Linked DNA regions of Mus musculus: all the other regions are linked to region 1. Evidence: chromatin contacts called from public Hi-C, HiChIP or PLAC-seq and promoter capture Hi-C data. All regions are on one chromosome and are shown on one strand. The core of a region is the stretch at or near the end of the contact, and the rest is flanking DNA. Distances in the headings are between cores, read along the strand shown.

Region 1 (2,925 bases), core at 166-2,665:
GTTCAATCATCAGTACCACAAACAAACCCAGTACACTTCAAAAAAAAAAAAAAAATGGAAAGAATATTCAGTATTATACATCTTTTTTCCTTCCTTCTTTTCTTTTTTCTTTTTTTTTTTTTTTTTTTGTTTTTTTGAGACAGGGTTTCTCTGTGTAGCCCTGGCTGTCCTGGAACTCACTTTGTAGACCAGGCTGGCCTCGAACTGAGAAATCCACCTGCCTCTGCCTCCCGAGTGCTGGGATTAAAGGCGTGCACCACCACGCCCGGCCCTTTCTTTTTCTTCTTTCCATCCAATACATGTGTCCCGGTTATATTAAGCTATTGTAATGACTTGTTTGTAGTTCCGAGGCTGAATCAGTCCTTTACCTAGAAGTTATTCAAAGCTTACTCAGGAGGATTGTAGAATGCCAGAAGTGTATTTGGAGATCGGCCAGTCCGGGTCTTATTTTATTTGTAATTAGGATACAGAAGTCCCTGGGAGGCAGAAAGAATGCCACAAAAGTGAGGCCAGCTTGGGTTCAAGAGTGCTTCACTCCCAAAACAGTAGCTATGGAACTTGGAATTCTTCCAAGGACATTGTTAACAATTTACCTGCCCACTGGCCTTGAAAATGGATAGTGCAGGAAAATAGGCCTATATCTACAAATGGGGGACGGAAGGGGAACATGAATTTGATGGGCCAGCTTCCCACGTATTAGGATGGCAGGCATATATTACCACACCCACCTTAGAGCTGTGGACAGCAATAGGCTCATACGCCTAAAAATGAAAAGTTCTGTTGAGAGACGCACGGTAAAAGAACTCTCATACAATCAAGCCCTACTATGATCACAACAAACCACAACTCTCAATGGATTGTGTGTGTGTAAATACAATAGGCTTCAGTGACATTTGTCAGTCCCAGAGTCTCAAAAGACGAGGTCCCATCACTTAGTAAACTGTGTTAAAGCGAGTGCTGGTACGATTCTAACTATTTGGTTTGCACTAGAGAATCAATGCACTTTTTTTGTTTTCAAATTGTTACTAATAATTGCACACCCAAGAGCTCATACAATCGGCCGCGTGTAGCATTTTTAGTTCAGGAAGTAGCTTCAGACCCTGAGGGCGTTTGCTACGCGACTGCGTAGGGGTTGGGACTCGGCAGCTCCTTTTCCTGAATAGACACTTATGGGCTAGGTTTCCATCCTCCCAGCCTACTACCCAAGGACAACGTTCCGAACACCTGTAGGGAGTGGAGCAAGAGGGAAACGTCGCGCATGCGTGTTGGCGCGCGCAGGCGCAGCCCGGCTTTTTCCGGATCGCCCAGCAGTAGCACCCACTCCGTACCTCCCGTCCCGCCTCCAGATGCAGAGGAAGGATGCGATTGGGCACACTTGTTGCCCGTCAGACCAGACTCAATTCTTCTCCCTACAATTGGCAGCCCGGGAAAAGGCCAGTCCGCCGTCGTCGGCTTACTCCTTAGAGACCTGGCGCCACCGCGGAAGCCGCTATTGGCGGACGCCCGGGACCGCGACTGCTCACTTCCGGCGCCGGCGACGACTCTGCCCGCTCGGGCACTCTCAGCCTCCCCCGCCCTTCCACCATGGCCGCCTCTGTGTGGTGTGGGGAGAAGCTGGTCCTCCCATAGCGCTCCTGCTGCATCCTCACCCGCTAGGGGCCGGATTCCAAGGAACCGCGTTTCCCAATCCCGCCGGGAAGGTTTCCCACTCCCAATTCAGGGCCAGGACTCCTTCCCACGCCTCGAGAGGCAGAAACTTAGGGTTTCCCCTCCTTTCAGGATAAGAAGCCAGAGGGTTTCCCCCTCCACTTCTGCAAGGGTGGCAGCCTTGCCTATCTCCCTGCAGGACACAAGACCCTTAGTCTACCATACTTCTGCGCAAAAGCTTTGCCCCAGCCCGGCCACTCCTGAGGGAGCATCTAGAGAACCCGCGCCTTCCCCCTCCGCAGGAGAGGAGGCAAGAGTGCGGAAAGCCAGGCCTGTCGGCCTCCCTCCCACTTGTTCCTCTTGCTCCTCGTCCTTGGCAAGCCAGAGTTCTCCATTTCTAGGACTTAACACCCGTCTACTCCCTTGACCTCTTCTGGTCTCTTGGCTGCAGCCATGGAGTTACAGAAGGGAAAGGGGACCGTAGCAGCTGCTGCATCAGGAGCAGCGGGAGGTGGAGGAGGAGGAGCGGGAGCAGGAGCCCCAGGAGGGGGGAGGCTGCTACTTTCAACCAGTTTGGATGCCAAGGATGAGTTAGAGGAGGTAGGTGTGGGGGGTGGGGAAGGGAGTAAGGAATTGGGTTGAGGAGGGATGCTGGATCGCATATGGGGTGGGGGTGGGGAGAAAAGGCCTTCAAGTTTATTTTATTTATTTATTATTATTATTATTTTTTTTTTGTAAGGCAGAAACATTGCTCTTGCTTCCTGCTTCTGGAGGAAGAAGTGTGGGTCAATTTCCTGGACAGGTTGCCCTAGTAACAGCTGCCGCTATTAAGAAAATGGGTGTGAGGGGTGTTGGTTACAGAAGGGATGTAGCATCAGTACTGACCAAAGTTATTTTCATTTCTTCCCACATACACACCAATAGCTATCTAAAATATCCACCCTATTTGAGAGTGTTAAGTTGAAAAGTATATATGTGTTTACAGGCAGGTGTCTGAGGATTGGCAACTTCCTACAGACTTGGCCCCTCTTCTTAGATGGTATCATTGACTGTGTGTGGATACAGACACTTGTCAGTGATTTTAACCGAGCATTTATAGAGTGAGTGAAGACTTACAAGTAAGTAGTATCTAGTTTGGTAATATCAGTCATAGCAGTGGGGTGAGCCAGTATATAGGGGACTGCTTTCCTTAGTACCAGAGAGTACATACACACACGAAGGAGAGGTACGGGAGGCAGAGGCAAGTGGATCTCTGTGAGTTTGAGGCCAGCCTGGTCT
Region 2 (2,925 bases), core at 237-2,736, 2.9 Mb after region 1:
TGGGTCATCCACCTCAAAAGCCATAATTATCTCTCACCTGACCTTAGCCGCAAAGTGTAAACACTGTCCTTAATATCTGCTTTCTTCCTTGTGACCAACCGACCCTCCGACATAAGAGAGGGAAGGGAACAGTGAAAGAAGTCCAAAACGGCAGCAAAAGCAAGCCACACAGTTTGTTTTCTGTTGGTAGACAAGCCCAGATGCCAAGATACACAAGCCTGAATTCACCCAGACACACCAACTTAAGAAGTGGGAGAAAAAAAAAAATCCAAATCCCCTATTCAAAAAGGAACATCCGATCCTACGTATTTCTTGAATTGTGTGAGAAGGACATCTTCCAGTCAGAAACTGGGCTCACCTTCCAACAGTATTCTGAGATACAGAAAGTAAACATGTCCTGTGTACAGCCACTCCATACAAGAAACATGTCACTTTCCTAAAATTTTGTGAAAAAAAATGTTATGCCATCTACTTAACAGGGAAATAAAAAGGGTAAAGTAGGTACTTCAGATCGCCTGGCCGGTGGAGGAAGGCATCTTGCTAGGATCTGAATTCATTCCATGCAGATTTATAGTTCCTCAATAAATTTCCCGTTCCCAGCAGCAGACAGCTTTGTGTCAGTCCTTCAGCGAATAGGAGGAGAGGGTGAAACTGACCGGGAATGACGGAGGAGGAGAGACCTGACTTACTCTCATTACCCTGCAGGGTGGACAGCCCCCGGCACCAACCAGAGCAGGTCTGGAGCAACTGCAGGTGCTTCAGAGGCCCCAGGGTGGGGTGGGACAAATTCCTAATCTTGGAAATTTCATCTAACCTAGAATTCCTCTAGGTGTTCTGCATTTTCGTTGACGACAAATACACTAAGGAGAACAGTAAGTTTCAGTCCATGACAACCCTCGGGATCCAGGAGCTGACAAATGGCTCAAGGAAAGAGGCAACAGACAGACAGTGGCACACACAGGATATACACAAGTAACAAGGCACCAGGGCTGGGCAGAGCTTCCTCTCCCATTTCCGTGATGATGGGGTTGAAGAGACACCGATTTCTCCAAGGCTCTGGGACACTGTCCGGGACTAACTCCTACCCTGCGCTGTCGGATCGCAGGGCCCTTTCCCTGCTCCAGAACACCCTTCAGCCTGGTGTCCGTGGGCTCGCGCTGGCCGACGCCCGAGCCGGGCACCCTCTCCTCGATCCTCCGGCCCCCGATGTGCCCATCCAGCCCCTCGGAGCCCGCAGGCGCGTCTGCAGGTGTTCGCGACTCCCCCAGGGCGCTCGGTCACCCTCCCGGCCTGCGGCGGGGCTCGCCGCTCCCGCTGGTCCGCAGCGGCTTCCACGGCCGCCCTCATCCGCGTCCCTTCCGTCCTGCCCGCGCGGGCCGCGACCGCCGACGCCACCAGTCTCACCTCTCCGGCGCCGTCCGTCTCCACTCGGGCTCCTCCGCGGCAGCTCGGGCTCCTCCTCATCCACCCAGAAGGAAGTGACTCCGCGGCGGCTTTCGTCACTTCCACTCTGGGCCAGGGTGGGAGGGGGCGGTGTCGTGAGCGGCACGGCTTCCGCCCAGAAGGTACCGGTGCCCCTCCGTGGCTCGGAGGCCGCGGGGCTGGAACCCTCTGCAGAAGGAAGGCTCTTCCGCGCTGACAGGAGCACAGGAGCTTCAGAGGCACGTGCGAAGTTGGCCTTGCCTTGCACTGTTCCATTTTTAGTCCTGATCTGCCTCGTCCAAGTGTTACAGCGTGCACGACTTTGCCATTCAAACACCGCTCCCCCCTCCCTTTCCCTTTGCCTTTTGTTCCCGATTAAGCAATTACAATTTTGTCCCAGACAAATTTTGTTCAAGAGTTAGTGATAAGGGATGTGAAATCAGCTTCCGTAATTCCAAATGGTTCCCAGCCCTAGTTTCCCTCCAGAGGCAGTGTTGGGACCAGTAAAGGTTAAGTGGATGAGAGTGAAAAGTGGTGAAAAGTGGGGGAAGGCGAAGATGAGAGGCAGAATTGAAGTCTTCATCGAGTGCACGAGTGCGTAGCAACAACTTTATGCAATCACAACCTTTCCCTCCTGGGAACGACACAGAACATGGAAGTCTTACCATGATTTGTATCAAAGGTTGGCTTCTAGCTTTGGATATGCCTATTAGCACCTCCCTTCCCAGACTGGCCAATGAATTTGTAATTATCTCATGCTGTACTTGTGTGTGTAGGATTATAGGTATATACTACCACAACTGGCCTTCTGGCTTCTACTACTGTTTTGTTTGTTTTGCCAGAGGTCTTGACAATGTATCTCTGACTGCCCTAGAAAGCACTATGTAGAGACCCAGGTTGGCCTCGAACTCACAGAGATCTGCCTGCCTCTGCCTCACACTTGTTGGGATTAAAGATATGTGTCACAATGCAAGACTAATAATTGATAGTTCTTGAGGTCTTGAGATAAGTTCAGTACTCAGTATGGCCTAAGGTTACCTTACCTGCTTAAAAAGGAAGGACTAGTGTTGGTGAGGTCTAGTTTTCCCGCCCCTTCTAGTTTGAAAGTCAGTAAAATGAACAAAATTTAAATACCATTGAGAGGATTAGAAATATGAGCACTCTGAGCATAGAAATTGCTTTATAATGGTTTCCATCTTCTGTCCAGTCTAGAACACCATTTTCTATGTTTGGGTCTACAGAACAAATGCTAGGGTTTAGCCGAATCAGCAGTTCTCGACCTGTGGGTTGACCCCCTTTAGTAAGCCCCTATGTCTAAACCTATTTACATTGCAATTCATAACAGTAGCAAAATTACAGTTATGAAGTAGGAACGGAAATAATTTTATGGTTGGGGTCACCACAACATGAGGAACTGTATTAAAGGGTCACAGCATTAGGAAGGCTGAGAACCACCGAGCGAAATGAACATAACATTTTAGTCCTCTTGCCTTCAACTACTGA
Region 3 (2,925 bases), core at 261-2,760, 2.7 Mb after region 1:
TATGGTACCGCAGTCCAACTTCGTATTTCCTTCTCTGAAACACTGTTGCCATCCACTGCACCTGAGCTCTGCCCAGTTTATCATCAGAACAACTGTTAAACAGCATTGCCTGTCTCTCACCTGGATTATAATAATAATAATATTAGTAATTATTATATATCAGTATTATACACAATATTAGTAAGTATTATACACAAACAGCTTGGAACCACAATATCCAAGAATCAGGAATTGTCAGGACACAGCAATCCTGTTCTTGAATAGCCCAGTGCTGTCACCTGCTGTAGTAGAGAACACCCAACGGCCCAGAAACTTTATGGTGAGGGGAAGAAGATGGACATACGTGAGTACATACTCTATGATGACATTTACACGGATATTCTAGAAATATAAACTACAGAAAGCAAATCAAAACTTTCGTGGGGTTTGGGCTAGGGGTGAGGACGGAATCTGCGTCCTTACTGTAGCCTAGAGTAGGTACACTGGGGGAGATGGACTTTAAAACATTAGATTGACTTCTGTTGCAGGGGAGGGAATATGTACCATGCTATGGCACTGTTGTGGGCATAGATGACAAGTTTTGGGATTTGATTCTCACCTTCTACCATGTGGGTCCCTGGGTTCAACCTCAGGTCATCAGGCTTGGTGGCAAGCGCGTTACACCCCCTCGACCCCTCCCTGAGCCATCTCTCCATCCCCAGAGAGGGACATTTTAAACCACACTTTTATTGGGATGAACACATTTGTCTAAGCCAATGAAACAGCATGCTAAGTAGAATAAGCTAGATGTGGAAGGTCGGAGGCCGGAGCTGAGGTACATATAGCCTAACTTCACGATGGCTACCAGGGCCAGGGGATGCAGACTGAGTTTCAGTTTGGGATGAGGAGAAAGCTCTGGAAATTGACAGTAGCAAAGGTTTCGTATATGTGAAATACTTTATGCCACCGAACTGTATACTTAACATTTGTTGAAAGGATGTGTTTTATATTGTGTATGTTTTGCCACGATAAAGTTTTGGAACATTATTCATCAAGCCAAGTGGGCTTATTTTTATTATATGTCAATCACTCTTAAATAAAGGTGTCCCTGCTGTTTAGAATTCAACCTAGGGCCTGCAGCATAAGCCACACTCCCCCAGGCCCAAGTTGTCTTTGTTCTGAGACCTGACTGTGGTAGGTCGCTGAGTTCTTCGGAGCAAGCTGATGAGCAAGATCTGCTTTCTTTATGTAGCAGAATCCTGCTTCAACTCTTGCAAAGGTCCCAAAGATCTGACCGCGCAGGCAGGGTGCCCCTCCCCTGAAGGCCGCCAGGGGGCGCCGCCGGGCAGGAAAGAGGGGCGTCGGGTGGACCGCGACGCCGGGAGCCGGGGCTGTCAGGTTGGGCGGCTCTCCCCGTCCACTTCGCAGACAGGCGTGCGGAGGGCTGACCCCACCCGGCCGGGCTCCAGCCTCCCCGCGCGGACTTCCTGCCTGGGCGCGGGCGGAGGCCCACCCCCTTCCTGCCCGCGCAGCCAGCTCTGTCGGCCAGCAGGACCCGTCGGTACAACACGCCGCTCTGAGCTCCGAGCTCCGAGCCCCGAGGCAGGTGAGTGACCTGCCCTGGGCTCTGGAGCCCGAGACCGCTGGGCTGAAACCTGAAGAGAGGAAAGGAGGAGATGGAGTGGGGACTCCTGTGTGTGTGTGTGTGTGTGTTCCGTCTAAGTGGAAAGAGAAGAGAAAGGAGAAAGGAGAGAGTTAGGGGAAGAGAAGAAAGTGAGATCTAAGTAGAGAAAGCCGCCTAAGTGAAAAGAGAGAGAGAGAGGAGAGAAAGAAGAGAGCGAGCAGAGAGGGAGAGGGAGACCTAACTAAGTAGAAAAAGAAAGCTGCGTAGCTCTGAGGATAAGGAGCTAGGATGGGGACCAGCCTGGGAGAGCTCTCTTCTCGCCCTGAGGAAGGCAGCCTGCAAGTCTCCTGGATTCCAGTGTGCTGTTTGCTAGTGTAGAACCATGGTGGTGGTACCGAAGCCCTGAAAAGCAACCCTAAACCTTGTCTTCCCTCTATCCCCCAATTTCTTCTTTCTGGGAGGACCAACAAAACACAGTTGCCTGCCTGTCTCCTCCTATGTCTCGCGGAGAAAGACCCTGTTTAGTGTTCATAGTGTTGCCCCCTACCCCTGCCCAGGGAAGAGATTGGATTTGCGTGTCCTTTCCCATCTTGTAGGGGAGAGGTCAGCCATAGGCACCTACAGTCTCTGAGGCTTGTTTATTGTTGTTTTTTTGTTTGTTTTTCTTTTTCCTGGATGATGTGGGCCCATAGCCAGGCTGATAGTGTGAGCCCTGGGGCCCGGGAACCCAAGCTCCATCCAGCAAGGCCTCCCTCACTTCGCATCCCTGTTTCCAGCCTCTAGCCACGGACTCGTGACTCCTTGTTTTGGACTTTTAGTAGAGCCTGCTGCCCCAGCTGGGGACGGTGACCCCTGGTCCCCGGAGACTGGAACAGCGTGTGCTGGTTGAAGTTCCCAGGCTCAGCCAGGCCTTAGCTCTAGGCAGGGCCGGATAAGGGGTCAGTTCTCAACCCCTGCCTATGCTAGGCCTAGGGGGTTGGAGGCTGTTCTCCAAACCCAACTCCAGCCCACAGTACAGTGCCCTACCTCTGGCTGTGTGTGCATGGGTGAGATGGGTGTGGGCTGGCCTCCCACCTGCCAGCCTACCCTGCTTGGCTGCTCTTCCAAAACCTGCCCCCTCCCTGGCTTGCCTTTTTCTTCTCAGTGAAGGGTGAAGTGGGAGGGTTGGCTTCTGCTTCTCCACTCCATTCCAACATGCCCTATCAGACAACCCAGAAGAGGAAACCCTCCCCAGGCAGCCTGCTCCACCAGCGAGAAACCCAGAGAAAGATAGTTGCCACAGCCACTGTATGTGGCTTCTCTGAGGAAACTCCAGCTTGGAA
Region 4 (2,925 bases), core at 185-2,684, 2.5 Mb after region 1:
AATCCTGCCTGAGACCCCTCCCTCCAGGCCTTTCTGCCCGAGGATTTCTTTTACACAAGTTCCACACCCTAAGGGGCTGAGTCATGCCCTCACTCGGTATCAAGGGCCCCCTCTACAATCGTTTTGAAAAATTCCCAGAAGCAACCCTCCCCCCAACACACACACACACACACACACACACACACACCTTTTCCTGGGAGGGAAGGTGATAAACACAGCAGGCTTTCTGCCCCACCCTCCCACCTGGCCAGGTGCTGGAATGGGGAAGGCCCTACTCTTGGCGGGTTCAAACAACCACATGGCTGACACCGGCCTCCCTGACTGGAGACGCTCACTAATGGGAAGCCGAGGAAACTCCAGCGTCCCACAATCCCCCACACCGCGCTAAGGTCGTCTGTACTGGATTTCCCAAAGCACACGGGGGCCCTGCTGCCTCCAGTTCCAAGTCTGAGCTGGAGGCATATGGAGGGATGTTCTTGTAGAGCTGGGGGCTAAATCGGTTATGGCAGAGTCACCAGGCCAGGCAAGACCATTTTTAAGTAAGTCGTCCCCAAACATTTCACGACCCTCCCAACTTCAGAGTTCCTACCAAAATGCTCCAAGAAAGTTTGTGAGTCGCCAACTCTACATCCACCTAACCCTCTGTGAACTGAGACCCCTCGCACCCGTTCGTCCAGCCAGAGAAACCTGAACTGGAGGCAACTATCAATGGAGACTCAGGGCTCAAGCGGGGCTCCGAGAAGGGGTTGGGATTCGCGGCGAAAGAAGCGACACACCATCGGGCCGCTCCCCCCCCCCCCCCCGCCACCGTGAGCCCGAAGCCTCGGCCGCTGTGACGGAGGGGTGAGGGCGAACTGAGCACGCGGCGCTGCCCGCCAGGTGCCGGCCGCGATCGCCTCCGTTATGTAAGCGGTGGTGGGCTCCCGCCAGCCAGAACAGGCCTGGCACCCCTGCCCCTACGCCCGCTCCGCGCTCGGCGGCCGTGCCCTCCCGAGCGTTATGCAACCCGCAGCAGGGCCCGCGACGGCCGCGCCACTCACCCGGGCCGGCCAGTGTGGGTATCCTTTCATCTTCGCAAACACCAGGTCTCCGCACTTGTACTCTTTCTGCCGGTTGGATCGCGACATGGCGGGGCCGCGGGCGCCCCGGGCTCCGCGCCGAGCCGGGAAGCGCGAGCCCAAGTTTGCGCGTGCGGCGGTTGCGGCGCCGCTGCGCTCCGGCCCTCGCGCGGCCCCCGCCTCGATGCCGGCCCCCGACGCGAGCTCCGGGGCAGCCACGGCGTCTGCGCCCGCGCGCCGCTCGGACAGGGCCGGGCGCGGTGGGCAACACACGGCTCCGGGAGCGCTAGCTCGTGTGGTTGTTTGTGTTTGAAATTCAATTGCTCCCTCCTCGGCGCGAGCGAGGCCGCTTCCTCCACCCCCCGCGGCCCACTCCTCCCCTCGCGCTCCCGCCCGCGGCGGTTCGATGCGCGCAGCCAATCGACGCCTACAGCCTGCCCCGGCCTCACACCCAACCTGGAGGCCGCCAGGCGGGGCTCAGAGGCACAGGCTTGAAGAGCCGAGTGCCGAGCGCGCCGAGCGGGCTTTGTGTGCGGGCGGGTGGTGGGTGCCAGCCCAAAAGGAGCTGGCGCCCGCTGGACAGGCTGCACGTGCCCCTCCCCGGGCTCCTCTGAATGCCCTGGCCAGGCGGGGCCTACTGTGGCCTGCCTTGCGCTCTGTCCCCCCTACCACGTGCCATGTCCCAACCCACGTATTTGCTCTGCGCCTCTGACTTCTAACTAGTTAGACCGCCAAGGCAAGAGGTGTACCCCACACACTCCACGTGCTTCTGTTGGTGGCGGTATAAGAGTTCGAGTCCTACCATTTCAGTCTACTCTAAATTAACAGCTGTATCTGGACTATCACCAATTACCCTCACTAGAATAAGGAGGTCCTAAACGATAAAGACAGTTGGATACCACTAAATCTAGTTTGGAGATATATAGTATTAATTTGAAGACTGTATTTGGCCTGGGTTATATTCTAAGGAATGATGTGCGCAAAACTTGATCTCAGATCTCAAACCAAACAAGATTTTGTTGTAATTACATCTCTGTGCAATGGGTTTTTTGTTGTTTATATCTAATTGTTTTATATCTTATTTTTATTGAGACAGTCTTTTTTTTTTATTTTTTTTTATTTTTCAAGACAGGGTTTCTCTGTGCAGTCCTGGCTGTCCTGGAACTCACTCTGACTGACCTCAAACTCAGAAATCCGCCTGCCTCTGCCTCCCAAGTGCTGGGATTACAGAAGTGTGCCACCACTGCCGGGGGAGACAGTCTTAGTATGTAGCCCTGGCTGGCTGGCCTGCATACTCTCTTTTTAAAGAGATTTGAAGGTTTCTGGTTTTTGTTTGTTTGTTTTTGGTTTTTCAAGGCAGGGTTTCTCTGTGTAGCCCTGGCTGTCCTGAAACTCATGTAGACCAGGCTGGCCTCAAACTCAGAGATCCACTTGCCTCTCCCTCTTAAACGGGTGCACCACCACTGCCCAGCAGATTTGAAGGTTTTTTTTAATATTTATTTATTCATTTATTATTTGTAAGACACTGTAGCTGTCTTCAGACACTCCAGAAGAGGGCCTCAGATTTCATTAGGGATGGTTGTGAGCCACCATGTATGAGTTCAAATGGTCCACAAACAGCTGGGATTTGAACTCAGGACCATTGGAAGAGCAGTAGGCACTCTTAACCACTGAGCCATCTCACCAGCTCAGATTTGAAGTTTTTATTTGTGTTTGTGAATGCATGCTACATGTGTGGTGTGCAGAAGAGAGTGTCAGATCCCCTGAGGCTGGAGTCGCAGGTCATTGTGAGCCCATTCACATGGGTTCAGGGAACTGAACTTGAGTCTCCTGGAAGAGCAGCAACTGACCACCTCTTCAACCCTAA
Region 5 (2,925 bases), core at 251-2,750, 2.4 Mb after region 1:
ACAAAACACCCATGGAAGGAGCTACAGAGACAAAATTTGGAGCTGTGACAAAAAGATGAACCATCTAGTGATTGCCATATGCAGGGATCCATCCCATAATCAGCTTCCAAACGCTGACACCATTGCACACACTAGCAAAATTTTGCTGAAAGGACCCAGATATAGCTCTCTCTTGTGAGACTATGCCGGGGCCTAGCAAACACAGAAGTGGATGCTCACAGTCAGCTATTGGATGGATCACACGGCCCCCAATGCAGGAGCTAGAGATATTACCCAAGGAGCTAAAGGGATCTGCAACCCTATAGGTGGAACAACAATATGAACTAAGCAGTACTCCGGAGCTCTTGTCTCTAGCTGCATATGCATCAAAAGATGGCCTAGTCGGCCATCACTGGAAAGAGAGGCCCATTGGACTTGCCAACTTTAGATGTCCCAGTACAGGGGAACGCCAGGGCCAAAAAGGGGGAGTGGGTGGGTAGGGAATTGGGGGGGGTGGATATGGGGGACCTTTGGGATAGCATTGAAAATGTAAACGAGGAAAATACCTAATTAAAAAAAAATTAAAAAAAAAAAAGAAGTGGTCTTCTTGGATTTTTTTTGTTTTTGAGGGCTTACTAATTAGCCTGGCTAGCCTGGGTTACACTGGCCTGCCTCTCTCCCAGGTGCTACCTTGCTTCTTGAAATGGAAACAGAAGTAAAATTTAGATGCTGAGGTCACCATGCAAATACCACTTATTATAAATACCAAATTATTTCTGACTATTTTAACAGTAAGAATAATCATACCCCACACTTGTAGTGCATTGACTCACCACGAACCTGCTATTAACTGCTTCACATGGATTGTCTCATTGATGCCTGCCAACATCTTATAAGAAGGTATTACTTAGCCTTAATTTACAAAGAAGAAATCGAACACTGCTAATTCGAACACCAAACAACTGGCAAGTAGTGGATCCAGGATTGGTAGTGAAGCATTTCATGAGCAACTCACTGCTTTGTACCTTTACAGCTTCTTTCTTCTGCTGTAAGCCTTCCCCACATTCTATTTCTCATCACAGTAATTCAAAACCACACTTCCCGGAAGGCGGAGGCAAGCTTTATTTCCCAGCCCTTGAGAATCGTTCAGCGTTTCTGGACTGAAATGAGTGACACAGTAGGAATCGTTTTTTAACGCACTTGCAATGGGCCGGCGTGGGCAGACGCAGCCTGATCTGCGAAGGCTGCAAGTACACTGAGACGCGGTCTCCTTTCCAGCCAGTTTCCAGGGATGTCCAGAGCCACCCGTTTGCAGCAGCCTAGAGGACCAGCCGCCGCCTTTTCCTCCGGTTATAAATCCAAGCCCCGCAGCCACAGAGTCAGCAGGGTGGAACTACTCTCCGATCTTCGCCCTTGCTCCCGCCCCTGGGGAAAGCAAGCTCCTTACCGTCAGTGTACAGTCCTCTCCGTGGAAGCACGTGTGACACCCGACTTGGGTGCAGCCATCTTCCCGGAAGTGAACTTTGGCCCTTCTAGGATGCAGAAACCATAGAGACGTCCTGACAGTAGCCACTCCCCTGGATGTTTGCCACGGAAACTGAGTTCCAGGCTGGGTGCTAGTTTCCTTCCTGCAGTTGTTGGAAGCCAATGCGCCGCCCTAACCTCTGTTTCGGGTCCCCCACCCCCACCCCCACCCCCGACCCTATCCTGAGCTTTCCGGAGTTAGTGCCTCCCTTGAGGCAAGGACACTCAGGCTCTGCGTAGCGGGATCAGCACTGGTTGCACACTACCTTGTCCCTTTCGTACTGGGAACACAAGAACACTTAAGACTCGACCCTTAACTTGGAGGAGCATGTAGACTTGCTCCAAGAAGAGGAGACGAAAAGGGGTCCAGGGCACCGGAGCTGCAAGTACACCATTCCCACCAGCAGTTGTAGGCTTCTGCGGCCGGCCGGCCGCCCAAAAACAAGGGAAAAGAGCGTTTCATATTGCCTCCCCATATGGGAATAGCCATTTGCTTGTTATCTAGAACGCAATTACGGCAAAGGATATAATAAAGAAAATACACTGAGGGCAGAAGAGATAGCTAACCCATTAAGAGTGTTTCAGATTGAGTTCCCAGCACCCATATGGATTCCAGAGGATCCAACACCTTCTAACTTCTGAACTGCAGATGCATACATGCAGGCAACGCACACACACATATAAAATTACATCCTTAACAATTAATTAAAAAGAAAAGAAATTACAGTGGGGGATCTTCAAGAGCATCCAAGTCTAGTTACCAGTATCCATGTTGGGTGGTGACACATGCCTTTAATCCCAGCACTCGGGAGGCAGAGGCAGACGGATTTCTGAGTTCGAGGCCAGCCTGGTCTACAAAGTGAGTTCCAGGACAGCCACGGCTATACAGAGAAACCCTGTCTCGAAAAACAAAACAAAACAAAAACAACAACAAAAAAAGATGCACAGTATCCATGTTGGGTATTCACAGGTACCTGTAAACTCCAACTCCTGGGGACCCATGGCCTCTGCTGGTATCTATAAACATATACACAGGCCCACTCACAGAAACACATAATTAAAAATGAATCTTTAAAAAAGCAAAACAGAACAAAACAAAACAAAACCCATGATAGCAGAAACAGAGATGCAATGGGTGAATTCTGAAAATCATCCTACTACCCTGACCATGTCAAGAGAACGGGAGTCTTTTGTAACAAAAGAGTTATCTGGTCACATCTGTGTATCATTTGTGTGAGGCCCATATTAGGATAGTGTCTTAATTGTTGTGAAGGAACAACATGACCAAGGCAACTCTTCTAAGGAAAAAAAATTTAATTGGGGCTGGATTACAATTTCAGAGGTTCAGTTCATTATCATCGTGGTGGGAGGCATGGCAGCCTGCAGGCAGACATGGTGCTGGAGGAGCTGAGAGTTCTACAT
Region 6 (2,925 bases), core at 251-2,750, 2.1 Mb after region 1:
CTAACTACAGTTCCAGGGGATCTGATGTCCTTTTCTGGTGTCTGCAGGCACAGACATAGAGGCAGGCAAAAAACACAGATAATGAGAGAACCCCCGGTATAATAAGAGATAACCTGAAATGCTTCAACTTCATAGTCTTGACCAGTACTTTCCTTGTATGCATGCTTACATATTTCCAGTGATTCATATCTTGAGTGCCCTGAATGGGCCTCAGTAGGACAGTGATTTTTCACAAGACTGCACACCCCTTACAACATCCCCGGGAAGAGGAGCCACAGAGTCTCAAAGATTAGTGACCAAGAAAGTCTGCTTGTGAGGCTGGAAAGATGGTTCAGCTTCAATTCCCAGCCCCTCAAGGTGGCTCACAACTGCCTGTAACTCCAATTCCAGGGAATCTTGGTGCCATACACAGACGAAAACAAACAAAATATCAATCACAAGCCAAGGAATCTCACGATAGAACAGGAAAAAGACTAAAGCCTGAGAGCCACCCTGTAGGTAAACTTCTCTCAGGAGACTAGAGCAGAAAATAATGACTTCTTACAAATCTGGCCTGCTGCTTAAAACCTCATGGACTCGTCTACGAGTGTGTAGGAGAGGTAGTGTCACTGAACACCTTTGTCTCTCCTCCCAGTGTGGCCAGACTAAATCTGTTTTTCTCTTTACTATGTTTAACTTTGACCCAGGCTTACTGAGTTATTCTCAATAGCTCAGGTAACTGACAAGGAACTGGTGCTCTTTACTGAGATGAGTGGCGTTCCCTAAAGAGGAAAGAAAACCAGGAAAGGAATTTGGGAGAACTGGCTGGTGGGAAAGATCACATCCAAGATCGGGAACGCCAGGAATGTCATTTCCGAACAAGGGTTGCTGAATGACCGCTACTGAAAAGATGCCACTTCCGATTCGATCTGCCGGTAAAGGCAGCTTTTACTTATCAACTTAACAACTCTACTACAGCCTCCTAAATACTGATGCTAAAGTATCAATCAAGCGAGTTGCCGTTAAGTCACGCCTCTACGGAGGGATGGACCGAGCATAGGAAGCAAGGCCTACCGTTAAGAACCATCATTACTATCTACACGGAAATCATGCTGTAAAGGACACGGGGGCGTGGAGGGTGGCGACTAAAGAACCGAACGCGAATAGGATGAAGCACACGTAAAGACTAGCGACTCCGAGAGCGGAAAGTCATTTTGTCAAAAGAAGGCGACAGGAGAGGCAAGAGAAGAAAAGTGGGGAAGGAGCTTGGTCCAAGGCGAAAAGACCACTGGAAGGCACGAGGGCCGAGTCATGGCGGGACGGAGCTGGGCAACACTGGCCAGCTTGGGGAGAGAGGGGCGGAGAGAGACATCCCTTCCCTGAACTCACTGAGCACGAGCACTGGACGGTGGCCCATCATGGCGGCACGACGCAGAGCCGACTCTCCAGAGCTGGGGGGAATCGGCAGAACCTTCTGGAGAGAAGAGCAGCGAAGAAAACGCTGCCTCCTCAGGAATGACACAGAAACCTGCTAACCTCTGAAGTGCCGCCAATCACCAAACTCATTTTATTGATTGACAAAAACATAGGCCAATCGACAGTATTAGCCCCGCCCTCTACGCAAGAAAGGCAAGGCAAGTTAGATAGAGAGGGCATGATGTAGGGGACTGGGAGACGCAAGCGCTTGCGCACTGGCGTGGCCGCTCCCGGCCGCGTGCGGCCAGAATGTCTGCGCAAGCGCCAAAGCACGGGCAGTTAGCTGGCTCGCTACAGCGCATGAGTACCCACTAGAGGGTGGGTGCTGGGGTGGAGGCTTTGGATTAATGCTGTAGGTAAGATCATGAAGCTCTGTTTTGTCCATCGGTTCTCGTCCGACCGTGAAGGCCAAGGAAGGCATGATAGTTCTCTACTTTTTATTTCAGCCTTAGCGGTAGGGAGGAGTAGAGGAGCCAGAAATACCCGTCGTGGCCCGAGAGATTGAGGCAGTGTAAAAGTGGAAGTTGTCCTACGGGGCGGGGAGGCAACGACTCGGCTCCCCGCCTCCCCGGAGCATGCTGGGAGTTGTGGTTTACTGCTCTAGACGCGCTGGTTTTCTTTTTTAAAGAAAAGGAAGGAAAATTCTTGTTCTTTAGATGTACCTATTTTTTATTTTATGTGTATGGTTGTTTTGCCTGTGCGTATGTAGGTGCACCACTTGTGAGAGGCGATCAAGCGGGAGTCTGATCCTCTGGAACTGGAATTGATTGTGAACCGCCACGTGGGTGCTAGGAAGTAACCCTGTCTGCGGGACCATCTATTGCTCTTAACTGTTGAGCTATCTCTCCTGTCCTAATGTCTTACTTCTTAGAAAAATACGTTGAGTCTAAGGCAAAAAGACATAAAGGAGGATCGCTCACATTTCCCCCGAATATCCTAAGTCGTGTTTCTTGCAGTATTATGAGTCTTCTTCGCCCCCTCCCCCCCAGCCTGGTCACTGGTTAGTGACAAAAGAAACTAGAGTTTTTGTTTTTTTAATTACCGTATTATCTTTACCAGAGTTCTAAGGCTGGCCTAAAACTCGTCGTAAAGACCAGGCTGATCTCAAACTGGAGACAAGCCTCTTGCCAGATCACCCCATATAGGAAAAAGACAAAACAAAACAACAAAAAAAATAAGGCTAGTAATTAAACAGAAGTCTCAAAGAGTCATGACATGTTTGTGATAGATTTAAAGTTCGTATTTGGTATGCTTTGTCTTCTGCAGTGAAAAGGCACTAACAAAAACTGCCGAAGGGAATTGGAGAAAAATTAACAATTTCAGAACAGTTGTTTGTTTGGTGTGGTAGCACACCCCTGTAATAAACTCCAGAGGCTGAGTCAAGAGGATAGCGATTTTCAGTGGCTTCAGTCTCCCTGGACCACATAAGGGAGGCAGCCTGGAGGGAAGGCTCAGTGGGCTTAGAGGGTA
Region 7 (2,925 bases), core at 131-2,630, 2.1 Mb after region 1:
AGCACATGAATCAAGCAGCTCTGGGTTTTCTCATGGCAGCCTCCATTCAGCAGGGCCTGAGGTAAGACGGAAGCTGGAGCTCCACCTCCTACTAGAAGGCAGAACAGTCAGCGTGGTCTCCACTCTTCATCTTCCCATGACTCAGCTCTGCGATCTACGTTTTACCTACACTCTGTGGACATGAGATCCTAAGGAAGAACTGAGTCACAGGGTGCCTGCACCGATGAACCCAAAGTCCTCCTTCCTAGTCAACAAAATAATTAGCCTTTCTAGTCTTTATTCCAACTCAAGAGTCCACAAAATGTAAGCCATAATGGATTTCATAGTGTATTCAAATCAAACCTATATATGTATATAAAATTTGAAATTTCTTTCTTAAAAGATTTACCTTTAATTTTTGTGCACTGGTGTTTTGCCTACACGTATGTCTGTGCGAGTGTCAGATCCCATAGTTACAGTTAATGAGCTGCTATATGGGTGCTGGGAATCGAACCAGGAACCTCGGGAAGAGCAGCCAGGGATGAGCCATCAATCAAATTCTGTTTTTTGTTTGTTTGTTTTTCGAGACAGGGTTTCTCTGTGTAGCCCTGGCTGTCCTGGAACTCACTCTGTAGACCAGGCTGGCCCAGAACTCAGAGATCCACCTGCCTCTGCCTCTTGAGTGCTGGGATTAAAGGCGTGCGCCACCACGCCCGGCTCAAATCCTTCCTTTTAAGGAAGAAACTGAGGCCCAAGGTCACATAGCGAGAGGGGCAAATGAAGGACATGAACCTGGTTTGGAGGACGTCAGTCAATGGCTGTTTCCAGTAAACCACAGGTGCCCGGTAGGGTTCTGAGCACCAGTCCCTTTCGGGTCTTCTCCACCCGTGACCCCCATCCTCAGCTGCCCCCAATTCCCACCGGCTCTCTCCAACTCCGCAAAGCCCCGCGTCACGCTAGGCTCACCGCGGCAGGGGTTCCTGCACTCGCTTCAAACCTCCCACCCACCCACCCACCCACTGCTTCTCAGCTCCTCCCGGGACGCCCGCCCGCACCCCGCTGCACCCCCGCCCTCGCCCGGCCCGCCCGCCAGCCGCAGGCCCCGCCCCTCGCCGGCCCCGCTTCCCCGCCGCGGCTGCACACACACACCCTGGCCCTCTCACCGGTAAAGCCGCTTGGTGTGGAGGACCTTTGCCTCGGGTTCGCTGCTCTCCCCTGGAGGAGGGCCTTGGCTCATGGTGCCTGGGCCCGAGGGCACCTCCTGGTCACAGGCCCCCGCCACCCACCACTGGCGCCTCCACTGCCGTCTCCAGCTGTACCCGCAGCCGCCACTGCCGCCGGCCCTGCTCGGCCGCCATCGCTGTGAGGCGGCTGCCTGAGATGGCTCCTCCTCCACCTATCAAATCTCGCGATAGCTGCCGCCAAGCCGCGGACCGGCGACCAACCCACCAAGTCTCGCGAAAAATTGCCTTCTCTCTCCGGGAAGTCAACCGAGCTGGTTGTGGGTGGCATGGCTTCTGCTGGGCTTAAGTCCTCGGGGGACACTTTATTGCCACAGATGTAGAGAAACTGAGCGTTCTAGCGCAGGCTCATCCGCCTAGCTCGTCGGCAGCCGAGGCAACCTGCAGCGAGTTCCCACCCTGCTACGTGCAGAGACCCTGTCTCAAGTTTAAAAAGAGCGCGCTGGCGAGATGACTCAGCGGCTAAAGGCGCTTGCGGCCAACCTGAGCCCGACCCCTGGAGCCCGCATGGTATAAGGTGAATTGACTCCAGCAGGTTGGCCTGAACTTCACACGCGAGCTCCGTGTCACGCTCCCTAGCCCCCAAAATAAAATGAATTTAAAAAAATTAAGTTTCCAGGGGAAAAGAAAAGAGACCGTAGAGTGCAAAGCTCGCCATGGGACAGCTAGGTGCTGGAGAAGTGACTACCCACATGGCAGCTCACAACCATCTGAAACTCCAGCTCCAGGGGGTCCGAAACCCTCATACAGACATGTTTAGAGGCAAAACGCCAAAGTGCATAAAATAATAAAACGAATGGGCCAGCTATCATTGAATCAGACATCGTTGCAGAAGAGGGGCAGCGAAAAGATTTTAAGATCCGGAGGTTGTGGAGATCGGCATGCACAAGGTCAAGTCAGCTGCCAAAATCCCAGCGCGCCTGAGGGGTGGCTCCTGAAGTTGCTTGTTTTTTAAAGGAATTCTTCCCGAGAGAGTTATTTATTTATATTTTGTGGGTGCATGCATACAACATACACGTGGCCAGAGAACTTGGGAGAGTCAGTTTTCTTTTAAAAGTGTGGTTCTCTGGGGAATCAGACTCAGGTAGTCAGGCTTGGTGAGCCATCTTGTCAGCCCTATTGTTTTCCTAACTATAAGGCGGATCTTTGGGGTTCTCTCTCTCTCTCTCTCTCCACATTATAATGGCAATGTATATACCACTATGCTCCTGGCTCCAGCCACCAAGTCTCCTTTCTATTCCTCAAACTGCCTCAAGTCTTTTTCCATCTGTTGGCTGCGCTGTTCCTCTACAGGGAACTTCCACTGGGTTTCAGCTTCAGTCACCCTAAAGAGGCTCTCACTACTGAAATTCTACTACTGATTTGGTGTGAACTTTAATGTTGGTTACCTGAACAGCTAGAAACCTTGTCACTTTGTTCTTTTCTGTACATGTGCCTAGACTAGCACTTTTTTTGTTTGTTGGAGTGTGTGTGTGTGTGTGTGTGTGTGTGTGTGTGTGAGAGAGAGAGAGAGAGAGAGAGAGAGAGTCTCTACATAACTCTGGCTGCTGGACCAGCCTGGCTTCAGACTCAGAAATCTGCCTGCCTCTGCCTCATGTGCTGGGATTAAAGGCTTGTACCACCACAGAAATAGCGCCTCATTAATAATAGATACCCAATAAACATTTACTGGATGAACAAACTTGCAGTGTCATCTTTTAGCCAA

The links. Promoter capture Hi-C pulls out the DNA fragments that hold promoters and counts their contacts. Hi-C and Micro-C count contacts between places; a contact is called where the count stands out from the background. HiChIP or PLAC-seq counts read pairs in DNA pulled down with a chosen protein or histone mark.
Region 2: a contact with region 1 is called in an H3K27ac HiChIP or PLAC-seq map of bone marrow-derived dendritic cells, with 5 times the contacts expected there. The contact joins the promoter of Etv3 here to the promoter of Ints3 in region 1. A contact is called at or near these places in 1 of 115 datasets of contacts at active chromatin or transcription factors (bone marrow-derived dendritic cells) and 1 of 9 other capture datasets (liver).
Region 3: a contact with region 1 is called in a promoter capture Hi-C map of liver, with 3 times the contacts expected there. The contact joins the promoter of Pear1 here to the promoter of Ints3 in region 1. A contact is called at or near these places in 3 of 39 promoter capture datasets (liver and pre-B cells).
Region 4: a promoter capture Hi-C map of liver shows a contact between it and region 1, with 7 times the contacts expected there. The contact joins the promoter of Hdgf here to the promoter of Ints3 in region 1. A contact is called at or near these places in 3 of 39 promoter capture datasets (liver and pre-B cells) and 1 of 484 Hi-C or Micro-C datasets (B cells).
Region 5: a contact with region 1 is called in a promoter capture Hi-C map of pre-B cells, with 4 times the contacts expected there. The contact joins the promoter of Gpatch4 here to the promoter of Ints3 in region 1. A contact is called at or near these places in 2 of 39 promoter capture datasets (liver and pre-B cells).
Region 6: a Hi-C map of muscle stem cells shows a contact between it and region 1, with 5 times the contacts expected there. The contact joins the promoter of Cct3 here to the promoter of Ints3 in region 1. A contact is called at or near these places in 1 of 39 promoter capture datasets (pre-B cells) and 1 of 484 Hi-C or Micro-C datasets (muscle stem cells).
Region 7: a promoter capture Hi-C map of pre-B cells shows a contact between it and region 1, with 4 times the contacts expected there. The contact joins the promoter of Smg5 here to the promoter of Ints3 in region 1. A contact is called at or near these places in 2 of 39 promoter capture datasets (liver and pre-B cells) and 1 of 9 other capture datasets (adipose tissue).

What each region holds. Positions count from the first base shown.
Region 1 is chr3:90,432,126-90,435,050 of GRCm38.p6, reverse strand. Ints3 (integrator complex subunit 3) reads left to right here and starts at 1,415. Exons shown (of 30, transcript NM_145540.3): 1 at 1,415-2,247. The coding sequence starts at 2,101.
Region 2 is chr3:87,524,139-87,527,063 of GRCm38.p6, reverse strand. Etv3 (ets variant 3) reads right to left here and starts at 1,486. Exons shown (of 5, transcript NM_001083318.2): 1 at 1,405-1,486.
Region 3 is chr3:87,767,538-87,770,462 of GRCm38.p6, reverse strand. It overlaps Pear1 (platelet endothelial aggregation receptor 1), which reads left to right and starts at 1,510. Exons shown (of 25, transcript NM_152799.2): 1 at 1,510-1,585.
Region 4 is chr3:87,904,830-87,907,754 of GRCm38.p6, reverse strand. Hdgf (heparin binding growth factor) reads right to left here and starts at 1,434. Exons shown (of 6, transcript NM_008231.4): 1 at 1,041-1,434. The coding sequence starts at 1,127.
Region 5 is chr3:88,041,681-88,044,605 of GRCm38.p6, reverse strand. Gpatch4 (G patch domain containing 4) reads right to left here and starts at 1,500. Exons shown (of 8, transcript NM_001110809.2): 1 at 1,427-1,500.
Region 6 is chr3:88,295,710-88,298,634 of GRCm38.p6, reverse strand. Cct3 (chaperonin containing Tcp1, subunit 3 (gamma)) reads right to left here and starts at 1,500. Exons shown (of 14, transcript NM_009836.1): 1 at 1,369-1,500. The coding sequence starts at 1,399. Tsacc (TSSK6 activating co-chaperone) reads left to right here and starts at 1,636. Exons shown (of 4, transcript NM_001357024.1): 1 at 1,636-1,811.
Region 7 is chr3:88,334,715-88,337,639 of GRCm38.p6, reverse strand. Smg5 (Smg-5 homolog, nonsense mediated mRNA decay factor (C. elegans)) reads right to left here and starts at 1,380. Exons shown (of 22, transcript NM_178246.3): 1 at 1,143-1,380. The coding sequence starts at 1,216.